Linked DNA regions of Sus scrofa: region 2 is linked to region 1. Evidence: chromatin contacts called from public promoter capture Hi-C data. All regions are on one chromosome and are shown on one strand. The core of a region is the stretch at or near the end of the contact, and the rest is flanking DNA. Distances in the headings are between cores, read along the strand shown.

The links. Promoter capture Hi-C pulls out the DNA fragments that hold promoters and counts their contacts.
Region 2: a contact with region 1 is called in a promoter capture Hi-C map of liver, with 5 times the contacts expected there. The contact joins the promoter of AHCYL2 here to the promoter of UBE2H in region 1. A contact is called at or near these places in 1 of 5 promoter capture datasets (liver) and 1 of 2 datasets of contacts at active chromatin or transcription factors (alveolar macrophages).

The regions. Positions count from the first base shown.
Region 1 is chr18:18,816,937-18,821,838 of Sscrofa11.1, forward strand. It overlaps UBE2H (ubiquitin-conjugating enzyme E2 H), which reads left to right and starts at 2,676. Exons shown (of 5, transcript XM_021078796.1): 1 at 2,676-3,204. The coding sequence starts at 3,152.
Region 2 is chr18:19,439,145-19,444,046 of Sscrofa11.1, forward strand. It overlaps AHCYL2 (adenosylhomocysteinase 3), which reads right to left and starts at 2,695. Exons shown (of 17, transcript XM_005657758.2): 1 at 2,272-2,695. The coding sequence starts at 2,634.

The sequences.
Region 1 (4,902 bases), core at 1,426-3,925:
CTCCACTGGTCAAGCTTGGCCCAGCCGTGGGGAGAGATAAACAGGCCTGAATACACTTCCCAGATTGCAACACTGGCGAGTCAGGCAGGGTTGGACAGCTGTGCCCTCACGGCGTCCCTGGTTGTCCCTGATAAGGAAGAACATGGCTCATTCCAGTGTACAGCCGCGTGTGCACACATATAAACAGACACTCCCAGGCCCTGGTGTTGTTTTAGAGTAAATTATTGACATTCTGAGTGGCTGAAACACTGGGAGGCAAGGTGAGCGCAAACTTACTCTGCTCAAGAGGAGCTCCAGGTTCGTTAAGCCAAAAATAAATCAAACCAGGGCTGTCATTTGGCACCACTTTGGTGCCACCTTTTGAACCTACCTGGTCATAGGGCATGATCAGGAGTCCTCTGAGGCTCTGGAAAGAGGAGGGCTTGGGGAGGAAGTCAGAATAAGGGGAGGTAGATTTATGAAGGAGCAGATGGCAAGATACCCAGAGAGAAAGGTGTAAAAATGTAAATATAACTTCACCACAAAGAGTAACACTAAGACATCTTAAACCCCCTCTCCAAAAAAGTGAATGTTCTTCTTAACGGCCACACAGTGCATAGCGAGTGGGGCAAGTGGAGAATTGATATTAATACCCCTGCTAGTATCCTATCACACCTTACAATAACACTTCACATCGCCTTTATGAAAAGCAATTTTTAGTTTACAAGGGGCTTTCGCATTCATCTTTTCCATCTATTCCATCAACCCACTCAAGTGGGTAGGGCATTATGAACCACATTTTACAGATGAGAAAACTGATGCTTGGGGAGGATGTAAGCAATTAACTGAGGCATAATTAAGAGCTGGGGAGGGGCAGGTTTGTCCTAAGTAACTCAGAGTTAAGATACTTACTGGGAAGGCTGATTCCTTTTTGACAACTGCTCAGAGGCTAACTGCCATTGCATTCCTGGCTAGAGCAGCCCTACCTTCTCCAGGGTAGTCCAGAACAAGTCTCTCTAAATAAATACTTCGCTAATAATTTTTGCTTAGTGCTTAGATCACGGCAGCATAACATCTGTGAGAATTAAAGCAGCAGGGAAAATTTCTAGATCCCTCTATGCCCTTTTTACTCAAGTATCCCATCCCTGATCAGTTTTTTCTGTTCTGGAAAAAATATCTGTGGGTTCTCTGAGCTTACCACCTTGCTCTCAGGTGGGGAAGAAACCTCCTTATTTGCAGAGGAGGTTATGGAAGTGCAGGACCCACCTAGAGGGGTCAGGCAGGTGTTTGGCAAGTGCTGAGGCCTATGGTGGAATCTATCAGGAGTGGTTCTCAAACTTTGGCCTGCATCAGAATCATCTGGGGAGCTTGTTAAAGACTTAGACATCCAAGCCCCACCCTCGACCCTCTGAATCAGAATTCCCAGGGTGGGGCCTGGACATTTGTGAGCTTAACAAGCTCCCCAGGTGATTCAGAAGTACACCAAAGCTTGGGAATCACAAGAGTGGGAGATACTCAGGTGAAGGAGAGTGGGGAGCCAAGTTTGGCTCCAGGTTTGTGTGTGTGTGTGTATAGCTGTTACATAAGGGGACCCAACTCACAGCACATGGTTTGACAAAATTCAAATGTATTCATGGGAACAAGGGAATAGATAAAAATTTTGAAAACAGGTGGCAGTGAAAATGGGATATAAATACAAGAGCTGCCTAGAACACTTTTTCCTGCCTCCTTTGGCGGGTTGACTTCTGGGTTCCGCGTCACTTCTTTTGGAGAGCTTTGTAGAGCGGTGTATCTCAAACTTTACTACACAAAGGAATCACCTGGGGACCTTGTTAAATTGCGAATTCTAATTCAGTAGGTCTGTGGTGGAGCCCTAGCCTGCATTTCTAACAAGTTCCCAGGTGATGCTGACACTCTAAATCTAGACCGTATTGGGAGTGCCGTGTAAATTTAAAGTATTTCTTAGTTCACCATATCCTCATGTCCAGCAGGGTGATGACTACAATAGGTGCTCAATAAATACTTACTGAATGATGAAGTATATGGGGTTGATATAGGAGTTTGGAGGGCAGAACAATTTGCCTGAAGAAGAGCATGTTTGGGGTATTTCTGCTTCTATCAGTCATTCATTTTGTGAAATCACCTCATACTGAATAGAATAAGGATGTTAGTACTAAATTATTTCTGGCCTTGTGGCCTGGCCGCCTCAACTCTAATCCTTGAAAAGGTGACCCTATACACAGGAGCATAGCAAACTCTGATTTGCAAGCTCAGAGATGCCTTGCTCTAGTCTACAATCCATGCAAACAAATTCTCTCCCTCCAAGGAGGGAGCAGAGTGCAGGGAAATGCTTGTGTAGGAATTTCCAGATTTTGGTGACTGGGTTAATTGCCACCTTGGCTTCCTCAAATCAAATAAACAGAATTTTTAACAGTGTACGTGGGAAGGAGGGTCATTACCCTAAAATACATGGATGTAATAATAGTGCCATTATTTAACCATTATCGTTTATGATGATGATAACGACACTGGCAGTTGAGCGATTAAGTGTGTGGGGGAGTTGGGGGAGGGGGCGGAGAGCTGGGCGGTCAGGAGAAAGTGGAACTACATCTCCCAGAATCCCTCGAGAAAAGTTCACGCCGCGGCGGCGGCGGCACCCCACCCCTTTTGCCAGCCGGACCCGCCCCCTCCGATGACGTCACAGAGGTGACGTCACGGCGCCCAGAGCGAGGCTGGGGTAGAGAGGCCGACTGAGCAGGAATCGTCCGCTTGTCGTGGAGGCTGCTAGGGAGCCGGCGAGAGGGTGAGCGGGCGAGCAGGCAAGCAGGCGAGCGAGCTAGAGCAGGAAGGAGGGAGAGTCGCGCGGCACAGAGGCGCGCCGGGGCTGGGCCGAGGCGGAACCCACAGCCGGAGAGGGGCAGCCTGAGCCGGGCGCCGCGGGGTCCCCACCCCCACTCGGCCGGACAGTGCCCGGTGTTCCCCCGTGCGGGGGGCGGCGGCGGCGGCGGCGGCTGACGGGACCGGACAAGACCGCGGGGGTGTTGCCACCTCCACCGAGGAGCCGGCGCGACCGCGGGCTCCTCAGAGCCGGGGCCCAGGGCCCGTGACAGACGGGCCGAGGAAAGGAGAGAGGCGGCGGCGGCGCAGGCGACGGGGAGGCAGCGGCGACACCATGTCATCCCCTAGTCCGGGCAAGAGGCGGATGGACACAGACGTGGTCAAGCTGTATCCTTCGAGGAGGGGGGATTCGGGCTGTATGTGGGGGGCAGTATGGGGATGCCCACGGCACCCCCTTGAAACCTAAACAGGGGCCCAGGGGCACTCCAGGCCACTGTCCGAGGCTCCTTCTTTCGTCTCCCTCCCCCCAGTGCCTACGGAGGCTCCTTGGCACCTCCCAGGAGCTGAGAGCCTTCTCGGCTCCCCCTTTATCTGCAGCACCCCGAAATGTGCGTTGTTCCACGCTCTTTCTGCACCCCCAGTGCCCGTGACTTTTCTCCACGACGTTTGGACTCCCAAAACGGCTTTTTTTTTTTTTTCTTTCTTTTCTTTTTTTTTTTTTTTTGCAGGACCAGCCACCTCTCTCCACTACAGAGCCCACGTTCTTTTTCCTCTCTGCTCGCTCTGGATTTAGGGACTCGATATAGAAATTCCCGAGAGTGAAGCCTTTCTCCTGTTCTTGAGATGCCTCCATTCCCTCCACTCACAATGCTTCTTGAACTGGGGTAACTCAAGTGACCTCCTTTATCCCTAATTCCTTTCTATATTAGGAAGAGAGTATTCTACTCAGTGCCCCCTCTTGTAATAAAGAGCTCTGAGTGTTTTCAATCCGAGACCCCTGTTAAGCTTCCTTGTCCCTGGAAGAACCCCACCGACAATGCCTATCCCACCCATAGTTGTATTTGGTGAGGACCCCCAGGCCCTCCAGCCAGCCACCCTCCATATTGTGGCTATGACAGCTGTGGGGAGGGAGAGAGAAAGAGGATCTCCCTGACTAAATAGCCCCTGTGCTAGCCATTTAAGCAAACTCCCTGTTTGAGAATAAGGTTCTTGGGGAATAATTATCCTGATCTTGCCAAATGACACCCTTTATTTTCCGACCCCCCCCCCAACTTTGTGTACTCTGAAGGTAGCAGTGGGACAGCTCTAACTGATAAGAGTCCTTCAGGCAGTGGTTTTGGTTGGAGTCCAGACTGATTATTTCATGACCAGCTAGAGAAATTCGCGAAGGTTCTTGGGACAAATCGAGACATTTTTTTGAGGGGTAATTTAGAGGGTGGGGGGAGAGAGGAAATGAGCCCAGTGTTGTGAACAGCTAATCCCTGGGGAGAGGGGAATCCGGGTGGGGAGTGGTAGTGTGAGAAACGCAGTTGAAAAGTCTGTCTCTCCTGCTTCTTGTTTCTCCCTCACCCCATCCCCCCACCATTTCCCCCTGTTGCAGGGTTTTGTTTATATAACTCAAGTTGTTTGGCTAGATTCTTCAGGTGAATTCCTTCTTTCTTCCTTTTATTGTTACTGTTTTTGATTGGACGTTTTGCCTCATTGCAGAGATCAATGATTATTGTTAAGTATTCTGTTAAGGAATTCGCTGAAGTTTTTAAAAAGTAGTTTTTGCATTTGATTTGGAAGTGGGGGATGGGAGGGAAGTTGCCTGGGCAAGTGATTTTCCCCCCGCATAATCTTTTCAGGAACAAGGTGTTTTTCTCCTCGCTCGGGAAAACTTGATTAGAAATTACAAACAGTAGATGAACTTGCAAGTTTTGTGGTTTGAAGTTTAGAATTTTGGAGAGGTTGAAGTGGGGATTAGAGAGAGGAGCATGTAATAAAGTATATATTTTGTACCAAATGTATGTCTAGGCACAAGTGAAATTGACCCTTGGGCTGTGATTGAGTTTTGTAAATGTGTGAATGATACCAGTAATGTTG
Region 2 (4,902 bases), core at 1,445-3,944, 620 kb after region 1:
GATTATTTAAATAAACTAAAAGCCAGGAAAGTTTCAACAAATCGAAATGTCACACTGCAGTCCCTTGGGGAGGTGACTTTCAACTTGGAGAAAGGTCAGTCTCATGCACTTGTTTTAATATAACTTATTCAATACCAAGAAAGTTAAAGATTCTGCCCCCTAAAAGCAGCTCAGTAATGCCTTTTATTAGTTGTGTCACACAGCTGCATCCTTCCCCAGAGCTTAGCCTGCTTAACTTCCAATAGAGAAACTGTTTTTTGGTTGCAATTAACATTGTAAGGCAAGCTCAGCCCTGTCTTCCACAGCCTTGGGGCTGCTGAGTAAATCTAGAATCATGGAACCTACATTTTGATGCTGGAAAAACAGGAAGGTGGTTCAGCAACAAGGAAAATGGTTAAGAAACACAACCTGAATTAGGAAAAACAGACTGACACGCTGGCCTGTGATTTTTTTCACTTCTTTATGTAGAATCTATTGAATTGTGTGTACCTTTCAAAGGAAGCCATGATGGCATGCATTTAACATGATGAGAGGAGGGAAAAAACAAAATCAATTCTCCATAATAGCTATTATTTCTGAAGCCCTCACAGTATGTGCCAAGTTCAATGCCAAAGCCCTCTACAAATACTTCTAATCTTCACTCGTACTAGTAACTTCATTTTATAAAAGAGAAAACTAAGATTTAGAGAATTTGGAAATTACCCAAAACCTAGTTAGTGGGGGTACTAGGATTCGAACTCAGGTCTGCCTGACTGTAAATCCCATGTTCTAAAGGCAATTTGTCAAACACTCTTACCAAAATACAGAGTTTACACAAAAAGACCCTTAATCACAGGATCTGGCCAAAGTTATAAAGCAGCTTGACTGGTTTACAAACGTGTTTCAGATTTCCAGACTCGAATCTAGGTACTACCAGCACTGGTGCCTGTGCTGCCCCTCTTTCCTCCTATAGCTCCTCCCATGGGAGATTCATAATGCAAATGTGAAGACAATGTCCTAAAGCATCATTAAACACAGCTTTCACTCTTGCCTCTGACACTGTCTGATCATCTATATTTGGGTAATTCGAATGAAAGGGTTCTCTGCTCTATACCTTAATAATGAGGCAGTTATAAGAAAAGTTAGGCTGGATCCAAGGTTCCACTTCAGCTGAGTCCCACACAGTGAAACCAATGCAGACTGTTATCATTTTCTCAATGTTCTGATAAAGCAATTAAAAATCATTCACAAAACAAAAAAACCATAAATCACCATGTTCACATCATGCCTCAGAAATTAGAGCAATCATCCCTTTTGATGTGATCCACATTGCTGTTTTTGCAATATTTCCCCCTTTTTTTTTCCTGTACTGACTTAGCTTTATGAGAGGAGAAACACACCATAGATAGAGCCATCCTAAAAATAATACTGGGATGGGTATTAAAATCACACATCTAGGCACACCTACTCCTTGGTGCTCTTCTTCAAAACTCTGTCTGGAAGAAACTGACAGCTGAGACAGAAAACCCCACTGTGATCGCTTTTCCCAAAAAGAGAAGCATTCCTAACACTTCCTAACACTTTCAGATCATAATGAAAGACCTAATAAAACAATCACCTCTTCATACACAGTACAATAATCTTGGTGGCGACCAACTACTGGGCAGAGAGAACAAACCTCTGAAGAGAAAAGAGTGAAGAGAGTCCATTACCCTTCTACATTCAGAGAGGATGTAAGGAGATCGCAGAATCTGGAATGAAGGGCACAGCATCAGTACTGCTCGATGGAAGTGGTTGGACAAGAACGGCAGAAAGTCATCATCTGCACAGAAACCACACAACTGAGGATCTCAGAGCGAGGTAACTACTCCTTACTCGTTCTTCCAAGAGAGAACCCTTACTGCTGAGTGAACTCTCATAAGCAGTGAGGTTTTTCTACACCATCGGGGTCTTCTCCCCGACAGTCTGGAACATACACACGGAGCATGTCGGGGAGTTCAGCGAGGGCTAAGATTAGGTGGCTCTCCTCTCCCAGCCTACTATTCCAAGTAGTAGGCGAGAGCGCTACCTCCATGTTATTCCCAGCGAAGTACGGCCGTACCCCCTGGAGTCTTCACTCCTCAGCATGGGGCCAGGAAGGGGGCATCTCCGAGAGAGCGGATTTAAGGGCGAAAGGGATCTCTCGGCTTCTACGATGACAAGAGAGGGCGTGGAGGGTGGCGCCGCGCCGCGAGGATCTGCGGTTCCCCCTCCTACCCTCCCTCTCCGACAGAGGCAGCCCGGCCCCAATACCTTCTTGACTGTACGCGGCGCCTCGGTGACGGTGCCGTCGGGGCTGACCAGGGCCTCGCCGCCGTCGCGGTGTCTCTGATGCTGGTGATGAGGGTCGCTCCGCTTCATGGCCGACGCCTGAGGCACTTTCCCAGCGGCGGGGCTGAGAGCCGCGGCGGGCCCCGATCCCGGGCCAGGGGCCGGGGGCCGCTCCGCCGCGGGAGCTGGAGCCTCAGGGTCCCCACCGCCTGCTGGAGGGGCCATGGCGCTCACAGCCGCCGTGCTCAGTCCCAGCTGCGCCTCCGCCTCGGAAGGGCTCAGGTCCTTCAGCTCCACCTCAGGCACCTTCGAGGCAGCCGCTGCCGACACGACCTGCACCGACATCACCGCCTCCACTGCAACCGCCGGCTCAGACTCCAGCTCCAGCTCGGCCCCGCCTCCCGCCTCCCTTCCCCTTCCCTCCCCCATTCCCCCACTCCTCCCCTCCATCGCCTCCGCTCCCACCCACTTCCTCCGCCTGCCCACCCGCCCGCCGGCCCCGGCCTCTCCCTCCCCTCTCTGCCCCGCCCCGCCCCGCCTCGCCCCGCCCCGCCCCGCCCCGCCCCAGACCGCTCCGTCCGGCTTGCCCGCGCGTGTGGTGCCACGGAACCTGTAGTGCGCTTGCTCTGGGCCGAAGGCGGCGAAGAGACGGTGGGACCTCAGCCCCCGACCACCCCTGCGCGCCGCCGGGGGCGGGGCCCGCGAAGCCCCCTGGGGGTTGTAGTCCCGGTCGCCCTTCCTCCGGCAAGCGGGATTCTGTAGCAGAGATGGAGCTTTAGCGCCGGCGACTAAAAGAAAGAAGTGAGGATAGGTGACATGAAGAAGAACATGAGGAAGAGAAGGTCTCCAGAGGAGTTGCGGCTTCCGAGGAGCTAGCTCTAGAAACCCTAAGTTTGGGAAGGTGGAGGAAGATTGACTCTACCCCGACAGTGTAAATTTCTTCCTAGGGTGCACCTCTGCTATCACGTGAGCAGGCATTTAAAGGAAAAGCGGTGGGGAGAGAGCTGGCCTCAGGCTTAATCAAGTGACTTAATTTTTCTGCGTCCGTGAAATTAGGACCTCACACCTTTACTGGCTTTGTTTTTAGAAGGAATAACATGGTCCTGTTTTTAATTGCCTGTTGTGGCAATTTCTGGCACATTCTGGGCTTGGAGTTTAGTATCAGTCTAAAAAAGAAGTTAGGTATCACTAGGTCAAAATTTCAAGACTAAGGAATGAAAACCATTGCCTTAAACAAAGCCAATTCTTTTGCCCTATTAATTCTACTAGGGATATTGTAGAACCCAAGTTTGTATGCCTGTGGCACGGTGAGGCCAAACAAATCGAAACATCAGAGTTTGGAGCAGAGGAAAGTTTATTGCAGCGTGCCAGGAAGAACAGCAGCTGGAGTTCAAAAAACCCTAACTCCCCCATAGTTTTCAGGGAAAAGTTTTTAAGGCAGAATTGGGGTTGAGGGCTCCAGGGTGTGTGATCTTATTCTAATGGGTTGGTGGTGCCATAACCAGGTGATATATCTCTGGGATCTCAGCCTTCTGGTTCCAACCGGCCTATTGCTTGTGGTCAACATGTGGTCACCATTTTCCTCCTGGGTAGGGGTCTTAGTTTTAGTAGAACTCAGACACACATCAGATTGTTATCTATATCCCTTCAGGAGGAACAAGGAGTCCTGTGATGCTATTGTCCTGCTGACATCTTCAGCTTGCTCTTTGGAACTTGGGGAAGGCCTGGGAAACTAAAGCCCTTTGGGTTTTTTGTTAGTTTGTTTTGGTTTTTTTTTTTTTTTTGCCATGCCTGAGGCATGTGGTGGTTAGTTCCTGGGCCAGAGTTCAAAGTGGGCCAGAGCAGTGACCCTGGCCACTGCAGTGACACCATCAGGTACTTAACATTGTGCCACAAGGGAACTCCTAAAGCCTTTTTTTTTTTTTTTTATATATATACAAACAGCAGACAGGGAGGGCCTTGCAGAGTCTTGCTGGGTTCCAGGGAGATAATTGAAATTCGGATTAAATATATCAACAGAGAAGAATATTAACTAAAATATAAATAGCAATTGTTTTAAGCGATGGGATGTGAAGTGTTTTTTTTTTACCTTGTACTTTTCTGTATTATTTTAAAACTTAAAACTTATTTATTTTAATTTCTTTTTGAAGATGTAAACCCAAAGACTTGTATGGCAGATTTATTTTGAATAATGAAAAGGTATCTGAAACTAATGTCCAACAACAGAGGAATGATTATATAGCCTTTAAAATTAAGTTTGCTAAGAACTTTTTTTCAGTGATGAAGGGAAATAAATACTTATGATAAAATAGTGAGCTAAATAAATTAGCATATTTTATTTGATTTTGTTTTCTTTCTTTTTTAGGGCATGCCTGAAGCATCTGAAAATTCCCAGGGTAAGAGTCACATTGGAACTACAGCTCCCGGCCTACACCACAGCCACAGCCACACCAGATCTGAGCCACATCTGTGACCTGTATACCACAGCTCACAGCAATCAACTTAACCCACTGAGTAGGGCCAGGGATTGAACCTTTGTCTTCATGGATACTAGTCGGGGTCGTAACCCACTGAGCCACCATGGGAACTCCTATTAGATTTTAGCTATGTAAA